2 separate regions of the Zea mays genome follow, and region 1 is linked to region 2. Evidence: chromatin contacts called from public Hi-C data. All regions are on one chromosome and are shown on one strand. Each heading gives the region's core, a stretch centred on a gene start, on an enhancer-like site or on the middle of the called end of the contact. The rest is flanking DNA. Distances are from core to core; before and after follow the strand shown. Region 1 holds the start of LOC732834 (terpene synthase8). Region 2 holds the start of LOC100192048 (R3H domain protein).

Region 1 (6,340 bases), core at 2,804-5,303, 200 kb before region 2:
ATTGATCTACAACAATTAATCAGTCGATTAATGCACGTAGAATATGCTAGATCATTGCTTTGTAAATAACAAGTGCGTAGGTGTTCATGGAATGTCGTCTCATGATACAATACAAGGCTGTATGTTAAAGATCGATCACCTGCTGGAACCCAAAGCCCGTGCTGCCTTAGCAGGCGAAAACGGAGGGAGACCTCATGGAGATCCGAGCTATTGAACTCAGCTCCTTGAATGTTCTTCAAGGCCGTGTCTATCTGTTCCTTGAAATGGTGATCTATTCCCAGACGCTGGACCACATCAACTAGGTTCATTCTCTCCACGACATCCTTGCAGTTGCAGTCCTCGAAGAGGCGTGCCACCTCCCCTTTCAGTTCCACGACTCTCTGTTTGTCTGAAACCTGCCAGTTGCAGGGGTGCAGAGGAAAGACAATAGATCATATCCTTTATAAAACATATATAGAAAGAAACACAATGACTTACGATATACTAGCAGAGGATTTAATTAGGTGGGGGCGGCATGAGGGAATCATTTTTTGGATGGGTTTGGTGTGGTGGGGCGACATTTAATTAGGTGGGGGCAGCACGAGGGAATCATTTTTTGGGTGGGCTCGGTGTGGTGGGGTGAGATTTAATTAAGGCTTTGTTCGGTTAATACCGTTATCCATGGATTGGATATGATTGGGAAAAAATAAGAAGAAGTTTGACTTATTTGAGATTTAAACCCATCCAATTCCACTCAATCCACATGGATTGAGAGCTAACCGAATAAGCCCTAAATGGGGAACTGGTTCAGGTGATGAAAATAGGTATTACTTGACCTGCTATCTTACACGTCATGTCGATATAGGGGTGATGCGGACAAAAAAAAAGCTCAACCTATAGGAGCAAGATAACCTATGATCATTAAGCGACACCGTAGACTATATGAGAACAGTCGAACTCAGGACTCGAGAAGTGTTACCGAGACCATATGTTAAAGATCATATGTTAAGTAGATTCTAATTCCTCTAAAATGAATGGATCCAAATGACCCCTAATTGGATCAGAACTCTTCTGCCTTGACCGACTAGATCTCGACCTGTACGTCTATCCTTTGGACTATATATAAAGAGATGCATTGGTACTCCACTTGTAACATATCATAATTAGCAATCCAACGCAAGACACCATGCTACATAGGAAGTATGGTATTACAGGCCTGTTTGGTTGGCCGCCGCCCACGCCACAACGCGTCATAGGTTTGCCGTCGCCGTTGTGGCGGCCAAATCGAGCGCTGGGTGTGGCAGCTTCGACGCTACACCAAATAGGCCCTACATGACCTAGTACCCTGCCCTATATAAACTGATGTCTCGTGTTAATCATTTAGCTTTTCTTATGCCGGAAGCCCACAAAGTCCTATTCTATGTAATCCTATAGTATATTTATCTATCTTTGACCCTGTTTGAATCCTCTATATCTAATAGTTAGCTGCTAAAATTACTGTGGAGGTTTCAAATCCTCAACTAATATCCTAGCTAATTGTTATCTAACACACAACTAACAATTAGTTTATTAGCTGGCACAATCCAGCTAACATTTTGTTAGTTAGCTAATTATTAGCTCTATGAGTTACAAACATGACTTTATATACGAGCACCTTCTCTATGGACATGGTAGCCATAGGTTACCCAACGAAGCCATATGACTGTTTGTTTGGCTTTAATCGGTACCGACTTCTATTACTTATATAATATTTTTGTCTGTATAAATTGTATCTACAACAGTCTAAATAATGGGTTTTAATTCGAAGCGAACATGTATGGTGCCGACAGAACGAAAACTAGGGACCCCATATATGGCATGCATGACGTGGTGTCAAGCACCCATATGTGGATGTTGGTAGCATGGCGATACTAGTATAAAAAGTCGCGATGGGTGTAGCTTGGCCTCGTGAGTCGCGTGAATGGCTGGTCGCAGTGCACACTATGCATGCAGTAAAAAATTGCTACAACCACATATCTTACTTGGCACTCTAAATTTAAAGTGTGCAAGAGAAACCTTATTTACAGAGTTTATTCTCTCCTACTCTATTGTGCAATCATGTTGGTGGGAAGGAGTTGGATGATGGGGCCCGATGTGTTTGATATATATGGATAAAAAATCTGGTAGTTTGTATATGATTGAGATATAGAGTAGTTGTGAACAAAATATTGATAAATAAGATAAAATATTCTTTTTAGAGTAGGAATTTAGAGTAAGATAAGTATGGATAGCCGCATAAGAGCATCTCCAAGAGCTCCCGAGAAAATGACTCCTGAAAATCAGTTTTAAGGGTTATCTAAAAAAATTAGTGGGGGTAGATTTTAATTCTTTCTCCAACAGATCTCTTGTGGCAGATTGTTTATGTGGACCCAAAAAAACCCCATTTGTAACTACAAATGAGGGAGTTTTAATGACTATGAAAAAGTTGGGAGCACTTTAGGTTAACTGTTGGAGACACTTTTTGTGTTTTTTCCAAAAAAACTTGATTTAGGGAGACCTCTGGGGAGCTTTTGGAGATGCTCTAAGGGCATGTGCAACTCCATTTAATATACAGTCTCTTGAGCGGTCTTTAAGAGGCTAAGTGAAAAAAAAACAAGAGACGTCTTTTCATGACTCCCTATACATGTTATCTTTTAGCTGTATTTATTATCTAAAGTTTTAAAATTATATTATACAGTCTCTTAGTTGTCTCTGGTATTTTAAAAACTAAATCAGAGTCTCGGGTGGTACATACCCTAATAGTTACTGCACCACCACCGGTTCTATATTGTGTCGGTAGAAGGGGGTCACAGCGTGTGAAGAGGAAAAGGAAAAGAGGCCTGTTGAACAACGTCATGGACAAAGGATAATGAATTAATGACAATAGTCTAGGCGGTGGCCTTAGCATTGGACGACTAGGGACACGCTTGGCCCTGTGCGCGCGGCTTGTCCTGTCCTGCCAATCCGCTATCATCTACCATTATTTCCCTATAGTGGTGGTGGTCGGTGTGGATGGCATGGATGTGAGGGACAACGACGGGCGCACCGGCGATGGGTGAGGGATGACGGATAGCACGGGAGAGAGAGAGGAGAGGGAGGATTAGTGATAAGACAAAGAGCAAGTTTGGGGATTCAGATATACAAAATGAAGGCTTAGAATCAAGATAACACCACCTCACAAATTTAGGGACTGCTGTCAGTCCATTTCGTTATATTGAAAATAAAAAACTATAAGAAATGGACTGCAACAAGCTGCAACACCACAGTTTAGAGGAGCCATTGGCAATTTTGCCATTATCATTTCTCCAGTTTAGAGCAAGGTTTCAACTAAACGCATACTGAAGTGCCGTTCACTTTCGAATCAGCAGTACTTATTCCTGGCAATACTCTAAAATCATAGACCATACTTACAGATCAACACAAGTCTTTTGTATGCACTTTGTCCCTACTCATGCGCACCCGAAAAGACTTTTGGATCGGTCACCGATCCCAAAATTGCTCTAGCCTAAGCTCACTTAACCCAGAGGTTCCTTCGAGACAAACACCTTGTTGATGCATGGGTACTCTATTAAGCCTTGGACCAAGATATCAAATGAAGACACACAAAAGTTCCATATAAACATGGCAAAGCATGTAGATTAGTAACTGATAAATATCATAACTACAAGTTCTACCAAGTATTATTATATGCCCGTTGTGTTAGAAATGCACCAGATGTACAAATGTACATATGTGAACGACAATTAGTGTTTATATTGGCTAAGATGTTATCCTATGTGTGAGAGCGCTCTGATTGATCCACTAGCGTTATAAATATGCATGCATGGGTTAATAATATAAGGATGAAGTTAACCAACATCATGAAACACATTTTCATTATATGGGCCTTTCTAGTTGAAACAATAGTACATGCAGATAAACGTTGCTTATTAGCTATATACGAACGATACATTGAAGACTAAGCCAACGACTTAGGAAGATGATATATGAACATGCCTGTAATGGTTCTGGGATATAATCGATGAAGAAATACCCCCACACAGTCTTCGGCGCCATGGCTGTCGTCAGCGCCTCTATATGAAATCGAGCTGAGTAGCGTGAGCTGTTGTGACCCAAGTGCGCGGGGTATGTGGCCACTACAATGCACATATTTATAGCTGCTGTCCTGTGGCTCTCGCCTAACTACAGATCAGCAAATAATGGGGTTAGGAGACATGTGATTCACAGGAAAACCACATGTCGTCCTTAGCCACAGGAGCCGATTGAAAGGCGCGCAACAATCTTGACGACGCGCAACCTGCCGCGCGTGATTGACGTTCCCAATTCCATTTCCCTGTGAGCACAGCACCGAGCGGTTTCCAATTCCATTTCCTTGTACGGCTGTACCCGGTACAGCGGTACCCCTGTCTATCTGCTTGGAGCCTTAGGCCCGCAGCAGACACTAATCCCATCAGCCATCACGATTCACGCCATCAGCGGATCAGCAACCAGCCAAGAGCCAACATGCGTGCATCCATTGCAGCTGTTCTCAAGTATGGTTTGTTAGTTTATTTATCTCCTAATTGGTACAGTTTGGAAGTAAAGTTTGTTAGTTCTCATCTATTTATATAATTATATTTTAATATTCAGATTACAACCATGGCGCCTAGAAAGCATCCATCTGGTAGTAAGAAAAGGAAGAGAAGGAAAGAAGTAGAGGAATTTATAGAATCACAAAGAGGTGCCATGGATAAATTTGTTCGCACTAATACAAGAACTTCAAGTAATGAAGATCAACCAAATTTGGCTATAGTTGTTGTGGCGGAACAACCAAATACCAACGAAGAAGATCATGACCCTACATTTGAAGAAAATGTTGACATCAACACAAATGGTAATGATGTGACTGGCCATGATCCAATATTTGATTCATCTCATATAGAAAATGATAGCTTTGATGAACAGTCGGTTCCTACTGAGGATATCTATGACCCAAGGAATTGGGGTAATCTTGATAACAAGTCGAGGGATATATTGGTTGGGAAGGGGCCTATAAGAGAAGAAAATATTGTATTTCCTTTGGATTCTAATGGTAGACATTTTTCATATACTCATTACTCTAGAAAGATGAGGAATGGAGAAGTTCATGATAGAAAATGGTTGGTTTATTCAAAACATGTTGATAGAGTGTTTTGTTTTTGTTGTAAGCTTTTTAATTCAGAAAGATGTAGCAATCATCATCATAAAACCCACAACAGAATGCATAAATAGAGTAGGTATAAACACAATCATTGAAAGTCTAAACATGGATCAAAGGAGGTCGTCATCGGAGGATGCCATCGAGGCCACTAGATTGGAGGAGGTCGTCGCCAGAGGATGCCCAAGCCAAGCTCGATCAGAGGATGTCACGCGCGACCACCACCGCTCGCTCCTACACAACTGTCACCTTCGCTCGCACCACACGTCTTGCGCGTCCGCCGCTCGAGCCTCGGCGGGCTGCCCCGACCGATCGTCGTTGCCACCACCGCTTGAAGATCCTCTAGGATCGCTGCCGCCGCGCGTGCCTCAAGAGGGATGCGTCGTCGCTCGTGCATCGAGGGGGAGGGAGGGCGTCACCACAGGCGCCGCTAAAAATCTGATCCCTAGCGGCCTAGGGCTCTTTTTATAGATGCCTTGGCTCTGGTGTGGCTGAACAGGATAAAAGCATTGGCGAGAGCTTCCCTTAGCTATTGAAAGCTTAGGACTCGTAATATACAATATATATTTGTTGGAGGCCTTCTTCCTCCGAAGGTCCTCAAAAACACGACTAACCATATTTATGCAGTGAGGTACACCGCGTAAAAAACTGTTTCCTGCTGTATGTGCACAAATTTAGGATGACAAGAATGTGCGTTGAAAGGAAATGGATTGGCATGCATGGAAACAAAAAATCTGATTTAAATGATTTATTTCGTCCATAAAAATAAGATATCTACAACAGTCATGCAACTAGGCTCGTTGGAACCAGTTTATAACAAATATTGATACTAATTATATTACATGATATAGATATTTATGTAGTGTGATACACCGCGTAAAAAATCTGTTTACTGCTGCATGCGCACAAATTTAGGATGTCAAGAATGTGTGTTGAAACGAAATGGATTGGCATACACGAGATTTATGGAATCGTGGCAAATGACCTCATTTCTTAGAGCGGTTACCTTTTTCTAAATTTCTATTTCGTTGTGTAAATGTGTGTCATAAATATCTTATACATATGACGTAAATGGTAGGAACCCAATACACACTGGATTAAGTAACGAGATAGTGCATAAAATCAATAAATGATTTACGTAAAATGTGAATAGAAATATCATAAACA
Region 2 (6,501 bases), core at 3,251-5,750:
TTGATCATCTACTTCTTTACTGGGTGAGGTGAACATCCGAGAATCACCTATAATACATTGGGTACATCACTATCAAATACCCAATGACTCACACCTCTCTTGTAGTTCACCTACATGCAAGGAGGGTTAAGCTTGGTGTTTAGACACCAAAACTAGATGTTTGCACTAGATTGGGAACTATCTTGGCCACTTGTTTCATCTCCCTCATCTCTCTAGAGGTGAGAAAAGCCTCCCACTCTTGTTCACTTACAAACACATTTGAGAGAGATTGAATCATTACTAGATGATTGCATTGGTTGATTACATATTGGTGGCACTAGTGATTGTTGAAGCTTGGGCATTCTTGTTACTCTAGGTGGTTGCATCCATCTATATGATTGGAGCTTCGATGATTCGTAAGGGAAATGGTGATTGTTTTTCCTTCGATCAAGTTGATTGTGAAAGGTTCTTGATCCCATCTTGCAGAGTGTGAATGGACATTGTAGTAAATTGCTCATGGCTAGAAGGACGGCTTGTGGGCTTGATTCTTGCGATACCCAAGTTGTGAGTCTAACTTGATATGCTAGTGAGTGCATGAATCATTCACTATAAGACTCACCGCAATGGGGATTAATTGTCGGCAAGTAGCCAAATCATGGAAGAAAAGATGATTGTGCCATCTCTCTTGCTCAGTTCTATAAAATTGCTAGTCTTGTATTTCATTCATATTATTACTAGTGTAGCGCATGTTGCTTGTGTAGTTGACTAATGGTATCTCGTGTTAGTAGTAGCACTACTGTAGTTAATTGTTCTTAGTTGTAACTAGTTGCTAGTTGCTATCTTGTGTAGTTGTGTAGCTAGTAGCTTTGTGTATTGAAGTGATTAGGATAGAATCAACCTGCTACTAGACTTGTGTAGGGGGCTTCCTTAAAATGAACTATAGTAAGTGCATGTAGTGTCTATTAGGACCACCTTTTACATTAACCACTTTGCTCTGGTGATTTATAAATTGTAGAGAAATTTCTATAGACTATTCACCCCTTCTAGCCATCTAAATCCTTATGCTTCCTCCCTACCTAATCTACTATAATGTCATCTTGGGCACAAACTATGACATCTTGGGCACCAACTATGTGGACTTTGACATGACCACCTTAAGAGCTTGACAATGGCACAGAGGTGCCCCCACCAATAACAGGCACTTGTCAATGGCAAGACACATGAACTGATCATCTTGGAGTTCCAATATCCCAACTACTACAAGTGGTTATCATTCTTATCCATGTGCACCAAATTCAGGCTTCTCCATCATATCGATAGCCTTTCCCTTCACGGTTATGATCCCATATGGCCTCAATGTGCATAGTTGGATCTACTTGAGCATAATTATGACATCCTCGATTTTGCCATAGAATCTGAATAGACGATGCAAGACCTTTGGATAGGCATCGAGGGCCTCTTAGGCTAACAAAGAACCATGTGTCATCTTCCCATGTGAAAGGGAAATGTGCCCTTGGGCCATTTCTATAGTGTTTCGGTGATTAGATACACAACACAATATGTTTGAACTAACATGATGTTGAGCAAAAGTGTTCGAGGCAAAATGAGCTTGGAAGAGGACTTAGTGCAAATCTAGATGGATCAAGCAAAAAGGTATGCTCTGGACACTGAGTCAATTGATTTGTGTGCTAATCATGTTTGTCTAAGTACCAGGGACTCAGCTAAGTGAAGTCCAAAAGAAACAAAGGAAGACAAAAGGAAGAAACATAGAAAAGGTGCTGGACTGCGCAGCACCAGACGGTCTGGTGCCACCCACCGGATAGTCTGGTGCAAGGTCCGGTCAACTGGGCGCTCTCGAGAATTCTTGCATGTGTTGGCTATAATTCACCGAACCATTCGCACGAGGCACCAGACAGTCCGGTGAGCCAGCGGTCAACGACTAGTGGCCACGTCAACACCAGACCAACGGTCAACAGGCACACCAGATAGTCCGGTGTCCCGCATCGGATAGTCTGGTGTCCCCAGAAGCGGAAACCAACCAATCAGGGGATTCTCTGCCATGCCCAGCGCGTGTACTGTTCACTGTCCGGTGTGCACCTGACAGTCCGATGCACCCGTAGACAGAAGGCAACCAGGGCCTTCCAAATGGAGCTCCAACGGCTCCTAGCTCCCTTAGGGCTATAAAAGGGACCCCTAGGCACATGGAGCAGTACACCAAGCCTCCATTGAACATCCTACGACGCCTAGACTCCGCAAGCACGCATTTGGTTCATTGCGCTTGATATTTGAGCACTTCTTTGAGCTGTGGCTCCGCTGCGTTGTTTTTTGTGCTCAACTCTTGACTTATGTGTGTATTGTTGCTACGACTCTAGTTCTCGTGTGTGTTTCTATTCCCTCCCTTACTCTTGTGGTTCTTGTGATCAATCTTGTAAGGGTGAGAGGCTCAAACTTGTGGAGATTCCCCATAGAGGGAACACTTGATAAAAGGGAAGAAAATTGTGGTACTCAAGCTTGACCATTGGATCAGTTGAGAGGGATTGAGTGCAATCCTTGACCGAAGGAGTTCACCAGGTGGAGTAGGCATTGGCCGAACCACGGGATAAAATCACCATGTCACTTGTGCATCATTTTCTGTGATTGTTTTCTTCCATAGAGTTCTCATATATTCACTTGCGCTATTGTTCCTAAGTTTAATACATATTATAAATGAACAATCAAGTGAAGAGTTCTCTCCTCTCTATCCATAGCACCTTGGTTTTGATCTCACTAACGTTTATTATAAACCAAGTTTGTGTTGTTTAGACTTGATTTTTATAGGATCACCTATTCACCCCCTCTAGGTGCTCTCACCATGCCACAGGTTCCACTTGATGGTTTAGGAGGACTTCCTCATCAATGACACTGTTGCATACGAGAAAGAGGTGAAAGAGAATGTTGTGCAAGGGGAGTAGAATGGTACAGAAAGAGAGTAGAATAAATATCATATTATGGCAGATATTAGTCTCACAACTTTACAAGTCAGTTACAAATTTTGAGTTTTCAAGTACTTCTTGATAAGTTTTGAAAAAAAAAATGGTCCCCATGTATTTTGGCATAAGCTAAGTTTATGGAGCTAATGTATAACTTTAAAATAGAATAGAACGACCCTTATCGTATTTCCTAGCTCAAAAGTATTCGCAACCCAACTCGTCTAACCTTTAGTTTAATACAAAGTGGGAGAGAGGAGAACGGAGAGTCCGAAAGGACTGAGGCTATCTCCAACAAGTTGTGGATGTGACTGTGGATGTGAAAAATAAGTAACAAAATCATATTATTTATGCTTCCAACAGATCGCGCATACGATCACACAAAAATGCACGTCATCTCACAGCATCGTGGATGCGACTATGGATGTGAAAAATGAGTAACAAAATCATATTATTCATGCATTCAATAGATCGCGCATGCGGACACAAAGTTCACGTCATCCCGTGGCATCGTGGATATTAGCGAGTTCATGTGGTTGTGCAAATGCTAGCTGCTTCAGTGGGACACATGTCTCAATATTCGTGCGTCGTGCGCGCACGCTTTACTGATGTGCGACCGTTTATATGATCTACTAAAAACAATATATTTTGTGTGACGCTCTAACCGCACCCGCTTCAACAGTTCCCTTTGAGACTAACCGACCGATCCTCCGCCTCCACACCTCTGGAGTTTGTACGCCACTCAGATCCAATTCCAGTTCCAAATGGAGAGTTTTGACTCCGTGCATGTACGGATACACATAACACATGGCCTATCTAGCGGCTCCCCCACTAACCAAATTTGCTTATTTGGGTCCCTATACATGGCCGCTCACCAAAATACCTCACTGATATTGCCAATATCTAAAATACCCCACAATACATGTGTCTCTAGCTAGATTACTCCACTATAAGTCCAATTCTATTAAACTAAGTTACACCATAATCCAGATCAATACATATGGATTAAGGTAAATAATAGAGTATTAAAACTAGGCTTTAAAGTGTTAGATTTTACCCCTATTAAACACTTCTCGTAAACTAATTCAGTAAATGCAGTTTGCCTTTACAACATCACGTACACATCATCCCTGTCGCTTCCCCTTCCCTTCAGGCAAGAAAGAGAAATTAGTTCATATTACACTTCAATACACCTTATACCACTTCAATCCACCTCAATCCAAGATTAGCCAATCAAGCCCTTAATCGTTGACAGCGTCGTCATCGTCCATCACCACAGTCCACAGGGGCGTCACCGCCGCCCCTCCCTATTGCTGCCCCTTCCCACATCCCAATCGTTGTGCACGCCGCCGCCACCCATCCCTGCTATCGCAAGAACGGCAGCTCTTTTCTCACCGCTAGGTACGGTAGTGCTAAATAAATGACAGTGAGGTAATCAAGCAAGAAGCATATGTATTGTGAGGTATTTTTAGCTATTGACAATTTCTCATTAAAATATTTTAGCGAACGAAGATATATGGTACCCAGAATAAGCATTTGTCCCACCAACGGCGTCCAAGCCCTAGCCTAACGATACTTGCTTCAGCCCAGGGCTTTCCTCCGAATCCCCTTCTCGTCCAGGCAGTTGTTGCAAAAATCCCGCCTCCCTGATTGCGGTTGTTGCAAAAATCCCGCTACGCTAGTCGCTAGGCTTTCCTCAGCAGCACTTCCGCGCTTCGACTCCTGGCAGATTGGATTGGGTCGCTGCTTCCACCAGCAATCCAATTCCGGAGATGACTACCACTCAGTTCGCCATGGTTGAGGAGCTGGCCTCGCTCATCAAGGACAACCTGCACAGCAAGCACCTGATCCTCTCCACCGAGGAAGCCCTCATCGCAGCCCTCCAGCAGCTGCACTGCCGCGACGGCGACCGTGAAGAGGACGACGATGCGGCGGATACGATAGAGCTTCAGCCTGCTGGGGCCTACCACCGCCTTCTCTTGCATCGCCTTGCTGAAATCTATGGGTACACCTGCTAGCTTCAATTGGGGTGATGCTGTGTGTGTGTGTGCTGTGCCTAACAGCTAATTTGCCTGCTTCTACCTAGGTTCGCTCATGAATCGGTTGGTGAAGGCGAGGATCGACATTTAGTCCTCCAGTGCTGCCCTGAAACAGCCATGTATGTTGCCAAGCTTGCTTCCAGTAAAATCTCTTGACTTGTTGCCTGTCATCTCTATGCCTTTGCTTTTCTGTTCTCTAGATTATGTTCTAACATTAGATCAGAATCCCCACTGTACCACAATATTAGTATGTTTCAAGTATATCTTTCAACCAGCATTTGATGCTTGCATGAATGCAGGAGAAACAAAGTTACAGCCAATTCAGTTAAACACTCAAGACACAACTTTCTAATAGTGTTTCAATATATGTAATCCGCTGTAGTACCAGTTGCACCCTAACTCATTTTGTGTTCTATAATTTGGATCTATGCATGTTCTTTTGGGTACCATACTATTGTGAGCTTCAACTGCACCATGTATCCTTAGCATCTTACATGTTGCTTTCTTCATGTTTGATGTACCTTTTGTTGCTGCTCTCACCTGCTCTGTTCTTTCTACATTATATTTATCTCAAAAGCTATGCTATATCTTATTGATTGAGTAAATACGTAGCTGTTGTGTTTTCCCGTTAGGTTGAATTAGTCATCTCGTTTGTTGCAGCCCATCTGTCCTTGTTAGTGATATGATATGGAAGTTTGATAACAGTGACGATTTGGCGTCCGTTGTGCTAACCAGAAATGATATAGGTGAGTCACTTTTCTGCCCATTTGTATAATAAAAGAGGGGTATTTTATCTGCCATATCATGTGCATAGTGCATCTAGTATTTGGACTTAGTGTCATAATCTACCTATAAGGAGCTGTAGAGAAGCCATATCTTTGCAATTTGCAAGCAAGATTTGGCAATAGGAGATGTAAAAAAACTGGTTGTCGGAATAAATCTACACCCATGTTCTTGCAGGGTTTACATGGGTGGTTAGCCAATACATCTGTTATTATCTGGTTCATTTGCAACATGTGTGTTTTTCATTGTTTGTATGGACATATGTTGATACTTCACAGGACATACTTGTTTTGATGCCTAGCTATTGTTGCCCCAAAAAAAACTCTGAATACATCATCGCGTTGTAATGTTATTATAACCACTATTATGCATATTGCTGTAAGGTCCCATGTAGACATGTACTCACTCCTGTGTAACAAGTTGTGATTCTTCTATCAGATTTTCAAAAACCTCAGAAGGCAGATGTTGTCAAAGATGTTTCTGTTAAAAACTCACATCTGAAAGATAATACAGGTATGCAGGATATGAACTCCGTCTTTCAGCCACAAGCCTTGTGGTTACAAATAGGAACTTAGTAAACATTATTAGCATAGATCTCAACATCTAAATTTACATAGAAACACACGGGTTTAAAGAAAATGAAAAATACAACCAGTAACCATTTAGCCCTTATCTTTCAGACTTGAAACCTCTGAAGCAGCCAGCAGTACTTCCAGCGGCGTCATTGAAGGAGA

What was found. Hi-C and Micro-C count contacts between places; a contact is called where the count stands out from the background.
Region 1: a contact with region 2 is called in a Hi-C map of ear, with 2.8 times the contacts expected there. The contact joins the promoter of LOC732834 here to the promoter of LOC100192048 in region 2. A contact is called at or near these places in 3 of 25 Hi-C or Micro-C datasets (ear, endosperm and tassel).

Annotation. Positions count from the first base shown.
Region 1 is chr1:61,135,464-61,141,803 of Zm-B73-REFERENCE-NAM-5.0, reverse strand. It overlaps LOC732834 (terpene synthase8), which reads right to left and starts at 4,053. Exons shown (of 7, transcript NM_001112442.1): 1 at 3,994-4,053; 2 at 140-395; 3 at 1-6. The coding sequence starts at 4,053.
Region 2 is chr1:60,933,324-60,939,824 of Zm-B73-REFERENCE-NAM-5.0, reverse strand. LOC100192048 (R3H domain protein) reads left to right here and starts at 4,500. Exons shown (of 5, transcript NM_001137471.2): 1 at 4,500-4,950; 2 at 5,032-5,103; 3 at 5,645-5,730; 4 at 6,206-6,280; 5 at 6,448-6,501. The coding sequence starts at 4,718.